Linked DNA regions of Mus musculus: region 1 is linked to region 2. Evidence: chromatin contacts called from public Micro-C data. All regions are on one chromosome and are shown on one strand. Each heading gives the region's core, a stretch centred on a gene start, on an enhancer-like site or on the middle of the called end of the contact. The rest is flanking DNA. Distances are from core to core; before and after follow the strand shown.

The links. Hi-C and Micro-C count contacts between places; a contact is called where the count stands out from the background.
Region 1: a Micro-C map of trophoblast stem cells shows a contact between it and region 2, with 3 times the contacts expected there. The contact joins two enhancer-like sites. A contact is called at or near these places in 2 of 484 Hi-C or Micro-C datasets (bone marrow-derived macrophages and trophoblast stem cells), 2 of 115 datasets of contacts at active chromatin or transcription factors (embryonic fibroblasts and pancreatic cancer cells) and 1 of 9 other capture datasets (embryonic stem cells).

Annotation. Positions count from the first base shown.
Region 1 is chr12:70,749,144-70,752,067 of GRCm38.p6, reverse strand. No RefSeq gene overlaps it. Among named protein-coding and RNA genes, the nearest start is that of Gm51973, 3.8 kb to the right of the region's middle. Within about 2 kb of position 1,502, at least 14 of the 459 cell types and tissues checked have an H3K27ac peak or open chromatin away from gene starts, as enhancers often do. A contact at or near this core is called in trophoblast stem cells, where this site is marked.
Region 2 is chr12:70,554,486-70,557,313 of GRCm38.p6, reverse strand. No RefSeq gene overlaps it. Among named protein-coding and RNA genes, the nearest start is that of Gm32219, 20 kb to the right of the region's middle. Within about 2 kb of position 1,418, at least 72 of the 459 cell types and tissues checked have an H3K27ac peak or open chromatin away from gene starts, as enhancers often do. A contact at or near this core is called in trophoblast stem cells, where this site is marked.

The sequences.
Region 1 (2,924 bases), core at 253-2,752, 190 kb before region 2:
GTTGTTGTTTTTTGTTTTTTTGTTTTTTAGGCCGTGTACTGTGATTTTTTTTTTTAAAGGTCAAATTGGTCTGCCATAAAATAAAAGCAGCATGCTTGCGTTGTATTTTAAAAGTATAAAATGCACATGCATCTAAAAATTATGGTCTTTAAACCAAGGGTGTTTTAAAGGGTCTGGAGATTTATTATCTAATTTTGAATGTACCCAGAGTACAACTGAAGAAGGAACCAAACTGTACGGTGTGTGTGTTGGGGAGGGAGCATCCACTTGTGCTATTTAGAGCAGATGTGAAGGCTGATGGAGAGAACTCACTCAGATGGTGTGTTCTTGAACTTTCAGCAAAGGTAGCTTTTTAAAAACTTTAATTAATTAATTGGGTTTTTTGTTTGTTTGTGTGTGTGTGTTGTTGCTGTTGTTTTTGAGATTGGGTTTCTCTGTGTAGGCCTAGGTATCCTGGAACTGGCTTTGTAGATCAGACTGGCCTAGAACTCACAGACTTGCCTATCTCTTAAAGGCACATGCTAGCACTTTCCAGCAGGGTTGATTGCTTGCTCTCTCTCTCTCCCTCCCTTCTTCCTTCCTTCCCTCCCTCCCTCCCTTCCTTTCTTTTTTTAAAGCAAAGGCTTATCAAATTGTGAGCTCTCTGACTCCAGAGTGCTGGGACTACAGGCTAATAGGCATGAGCCCACTATACCTGGCACAAAGGGCCTGTTCAAGAGTGTGGCTCTTCATGAAGAAACCAGTAATTCACACAGGGGTGGCTAATGATTCAACCTGTCACCTGTTAGCTGGAAGACATGCTTTAATGTCCAACATTTTAAAAAGTAGGTTGAACATGACAACGGCTTGATGAGAGACAACCCGGCCTGTGTTCTGATACATACACGCTGGCTCTGGTGTTTAAGAGTAGTCTGGTCTTGGCAGGTGTCCATCTGCCTCCTCCTTGCCTCCTTTGAGGTAAAGGTACTTGGTATTTGGCACTTAATAACGTGTGCCTGGTGCTACAGACATTGGAATTGTCTTCATTATTATGACTTGAGCACAAAAGGCCAGCATGAGGCTGGTCTGCTCCGTCTAGCACCTCCTTGGGGATTCAGTCCCTGGCAGAATTGTACAGCCAGTTCCTCGCACAATTCTCCCATTCCATTCACTGGCTTCCCATCAGGCTTTGCTGCTATTTACTTTCTTGGAAGCTACTAGAGAAGGGGAGTGAGTTGCTGAGGGATGACTGCATCCCTGGACTGTCTAATTTACCATAGCATATTTCCTCTGTCCTCTGTCACCTTCTCTCAGTCTCCTTTGTCTGACTGGCAAGAGTGGTAGAGGTTCAGCAGGATGCTGGCCTTATAGCCCAGGGGCCTCCTCAGAATACTGGTACTCACCGGACCCTCTTCTGGAACACCTCTCTCCTTCAGTGCGTGGCTGGTTATAGCACAATAAGGATGTCTTCTAAAGACTCCAACACATTAAGCACCTGGGGTTTAAATGACTCACAATCCTTGTCTCCTGTGTCTGTCTGGGCTGGAGCCCTAGCCACAGCAGAGCTACACCAGAAAGGACAAGGGAACTGATCTCATCCACAATAAGACGTCTATACCATTCCCTTCTCTTAGATGCTTTTGCGATATGTGTGGGTGGGTAGGTGGATTGACCATAAAAGAATCATATAACTGAAGAATATGAACAAAATTACTCTTCTCTCTCTCTCCAAGAATTGTCTGTGAAATTGCAGACAGGTCTGTGAGCTGTTCCATTAAAATAGAACAAAAGGACCAGCTTTAAGCATTAAGCTCCATTGATGGGAAGTAGAAGCTCTTTAAAACTGTTCCTTTACAGGCCTTGGCATCCTGGGTTAGTACATTTTCTTTTCAACCACTGTAGGCATTTGTTTTTAATAAGTCTTTATAAAATAAATGTTTCAACAGGGCACTTCAGAACTGCATTTCTGACCAGCAAAATAAATACCGGCTCCAGATGTTTCTCATTTTTATATGTCACTAATTCAGACTCTGAAAACTCTTGTTATGGGGCATCTATTTAATCTTAATGTTTTGCCTACCTCTCTTCATAATCTCCCTTTCCATCTCTGCATGGCCCCTCTCACCAAAGCCACCTCAGGGATAATCTATTTAGGATGAAAACATGCCTTCAGAGCATAAGCTAGGAAACTAGGGAGACCGCATCCTCCAAGGTCCTCTTCCGGTCCTTTGATCTTCTGATGCCTGCATTAGTCAGCCAGATGGCCTTTTGGATTTTGCTCCAAGGCTAGTTGACATTAGAGAAGCTAAAGTTGCTACTTCATGCCCTCCTAGTATTAAGATGATCTTTGCATAATGACCATGCTGTAAGAAGGGCCAGGAGAGACCAAGAATCTAGAGTAGCTGGGAACTAGGGAGTAGCAACCAGACAATGAAGCAGCAGTGATAAGGGAGATGGGCATAGGTGAATTATCCAAGGGAGCCATTTAACCCTTTCTTTATGGGCTTCCCACAAAATCTTTGTTAAATTTTATGGTGCATAATTCTAATACTGAAATGACCTCAAATCACTCTTTTTGGTTTAGATCAGAAACATTCCCTCTAGCCGTGTGTGTGTGTGTGTGTGTGTGTGTGTGTGTGTGTGTGTGTGTGTGTGAACACTTGGGCCCTAGCTGGGAGTACTGTATTGAGAGGTCCTGTCAGAGATGGGTCACTGCAAGTTGATTTTGAGTGTATAGCCTGGCCCAAATTTTAGTACATTCTTTCTGTGGCCCACCAAGTTGTAAACAGATGCACAATAAGCTCTCTCTGCTGTAATTGAGCCATGCCAGTCACTACAGATTTTCTGCCATAATCTACTCTACCCTGGGAAAGTCTGGGCCTAAGTGATCCTTGCTTGCTTAAGTTATTTCTGTCCAGTTTCATTGTAACCATGAGAAAAGTAAC
Region 2 (2,828 bases), core at 169-2,668:
CCTAAGATGAGTTCATGTAGAACTGTGTGGTCTGGCCTTCTCACAGTCCAGATCAGAGCTTCCCTATGAAGATAAAAACGTCTCTCATCTTCACAGTAAGCGCTCGGCAAATACCTGGCCGTACATCGTTGAGAGGCTGAAATATATTCCTTTGCATTCTATGCAGAATAAACAGAGCAATGCATGCTGATAAGGACTTGCTCTGGGGCCTGGCAGCAGGAATGCAGAGAGGGCAGTGTGCCAAATCATTATGTCAAGTCCAAGGATGCTACATGCAGCAGGGGGGGGGGAGGTAGGGCTTCCACTCCAGCTGCCCACAGGCTTTTCGGGAAGCTGGTCCTTTCCCCTGCCCACCAGGGTCTGCCTGTGTGAACATCGCATGGCAGGACAGTGATAGGACAGCTGAAGCTGGCTCTCTGACACTACATGAAAATGACAAGCCAGACTCCTAAGGGAAAGACTTTGGTCAGCAGTCACAGCTCTCAATGTTCCTTAGATAGTTAGCAGACATTGGTTCTGACAGGTGGGTTATTTTAATGGTGGTGTGCATCTCGCACCCTTTGGCACTCAAGTACCTCGTATTTACTCCATGTAACAGTTAACGTCTTAGGGAAAAAATTTCAATGGCCAGTTATTCACAGAGTATGCTCCAGGAATACTAAGGTATTTAGAATCGGAGTGACCGGAACATGAAGGGGTTGGAAGATGTTTTAGGGAGTGTGAGTCACAGATTAACTTGAACAAAACTCATTGGTTTGTGCATGTTTTGTGTTTATACTGTGGATTTCATATCTATTATGTGTCTGCCCCGTGAGTGTGAGTCTGTTACGTGAGTGTTTGTTACTGGTGTTGTCTTCTGCTTTACAGATATAAATGGGAAACCTTAGCTCCGTGGACTTCTCAGATGTGCTTCTTAAGCTGCATTTTCATTTGCTGCATTAAAAAAAGAAAAAAAAAAGTGCTTTTAGACCTGATGGAACAATTGCTTACATCTATCTTTGGTCCGTGTCAATAAAGTGCACATAGTTCCCTATGAAGCCTGTAGCCGACTTGAAAAGTATTCATCTGGAAACTAAGTAGACCTTGATGTAAATAACACGGTGGAATGCTAGTTCCTTAGGCCGTGTTCCGAGAGAAACGTGGCCCTAGTGATAGGCATAGCGCACAGACATTGGCAGGCATTGGCTCTTTACACAAAGCAAATTATAGACAAGATCATTTGAGAAACTCCCCATTCAGAAGTGGTCTCTGTTTTCATTTGTGTTTGAATTCTTTCTCATAACTGTAATTCGGGCATTGCACAATAGTTCCTAAAACCCCCAAGGCTCCTCAAGTTCATGTCCAGCTTGCCAGTCCTGTTCACAACAAGCCCAGTGCCTTGATTCCCTCTCCTGACTCATCTCACGCTGCAGGCACTTGCAGTTTTATTTCCAGCCTTTCTAATCTCCCAGCAACACCCAAGGAAGCAATGATAAACAGAGGCAGCCAAGACCGCTCTGCCAAGTACCTCCACCCTGTGTCTATCTCTCCCCATTAAACTAACTTTGTGATTCTAAATCTGGCTCAGCAACCCATTGCTAACATTTTTTTTATAAGCTAATGGAAATTTCATTAACTCTAACACCAAAACCAGCTTTGCTTTTAACCCAAACACATTAATTATAACTATTTTTAAAGACCATTTCAAACTGATCAGAAACTTGATGCAGCTGATAAACTAGGAATGAACAAGAGAATGAATTCCACTTGAAAAAAATCCAATTAATGTGCAAGCCAGAAGTCTTCAGAACATGGCGTACATAGAGAAAAATAACAATTAAAATGTTTACAATGATGAGACAAACATGTCGTCTAACAGCAATAGAAACTGTTCCTCACAGCAGCATAACTTCCTCCTAAGTAAGACTGGATTTTCTGATCCTCCTGATGCTGAATTATAGATATACACCATTTTTCATTCCTGTGTTGCAGTTAAAAGGTCCAGAAACGTTAAACAATTTGTCATGGCCAAATGGGTGAGGTGTGAACCTGCCATTTTACACATTCTACTCTGATAGGGAGGCTGTGTTAAAATTTCTGTCATTGTGTAACAAATTAGCCACCATTGTGTAAATGGCTTCAAATGAATACGTCCATCATCCATAGCTTTTGTGGTCGAGAGTCACTGCTCAGAGTTCTATCAGGAGAAGAGCAGGCATGGGCCCACCTGGGCTGTTTCTGGAGTACACCCTGTGCATTTGGACTGTGGCCCTTGCTATTTATCGGATCCCCTGGTCTTAGCTGAGGGTTATTCAGACTGTCAGACCCCTACAGTCCTCTGTCATGTGGTACCTACAATTTCAAAACAAGAAAGAGACCCTTCTTTTCAGCTCGCCTACAAGGGAGTCTAACAATTCAATCGCGGGTAGGTAGCCCATTGTCTGCCCGTATTCAGTCTGCTAAAAGCAGCTCAGGGTTCTGTGAACTCTCAGAAGGAAGGAATTTATACAACAGTGACTCACTAGGGTTCGTCTTTTAACTGTGCCTCTATGTGTACTAATGTCCTGTTTCTGTTTTCTTTCTTTAGTTGATGACTATTATCCGCCTCACAGGAGTATCAAAGCATCAAGCTGAAGTTAACTTGTGTGCCTCTCCACTGAATTAACTAGACAATATGGACCCATAAACCCGAGGTTTTCATGTTTCCAGAAAACCTGTGATTTCACTGTTGAGTAATTTGAGGTCAATGTTAAATGAGTTCCCAGTAAATGAAGAGTTTAGCTGAGCACTTGACTCTAAAGATCAATTTTGCTGTGGCCAGCTTATGTATCAGTGAAGTTATTTTAAAA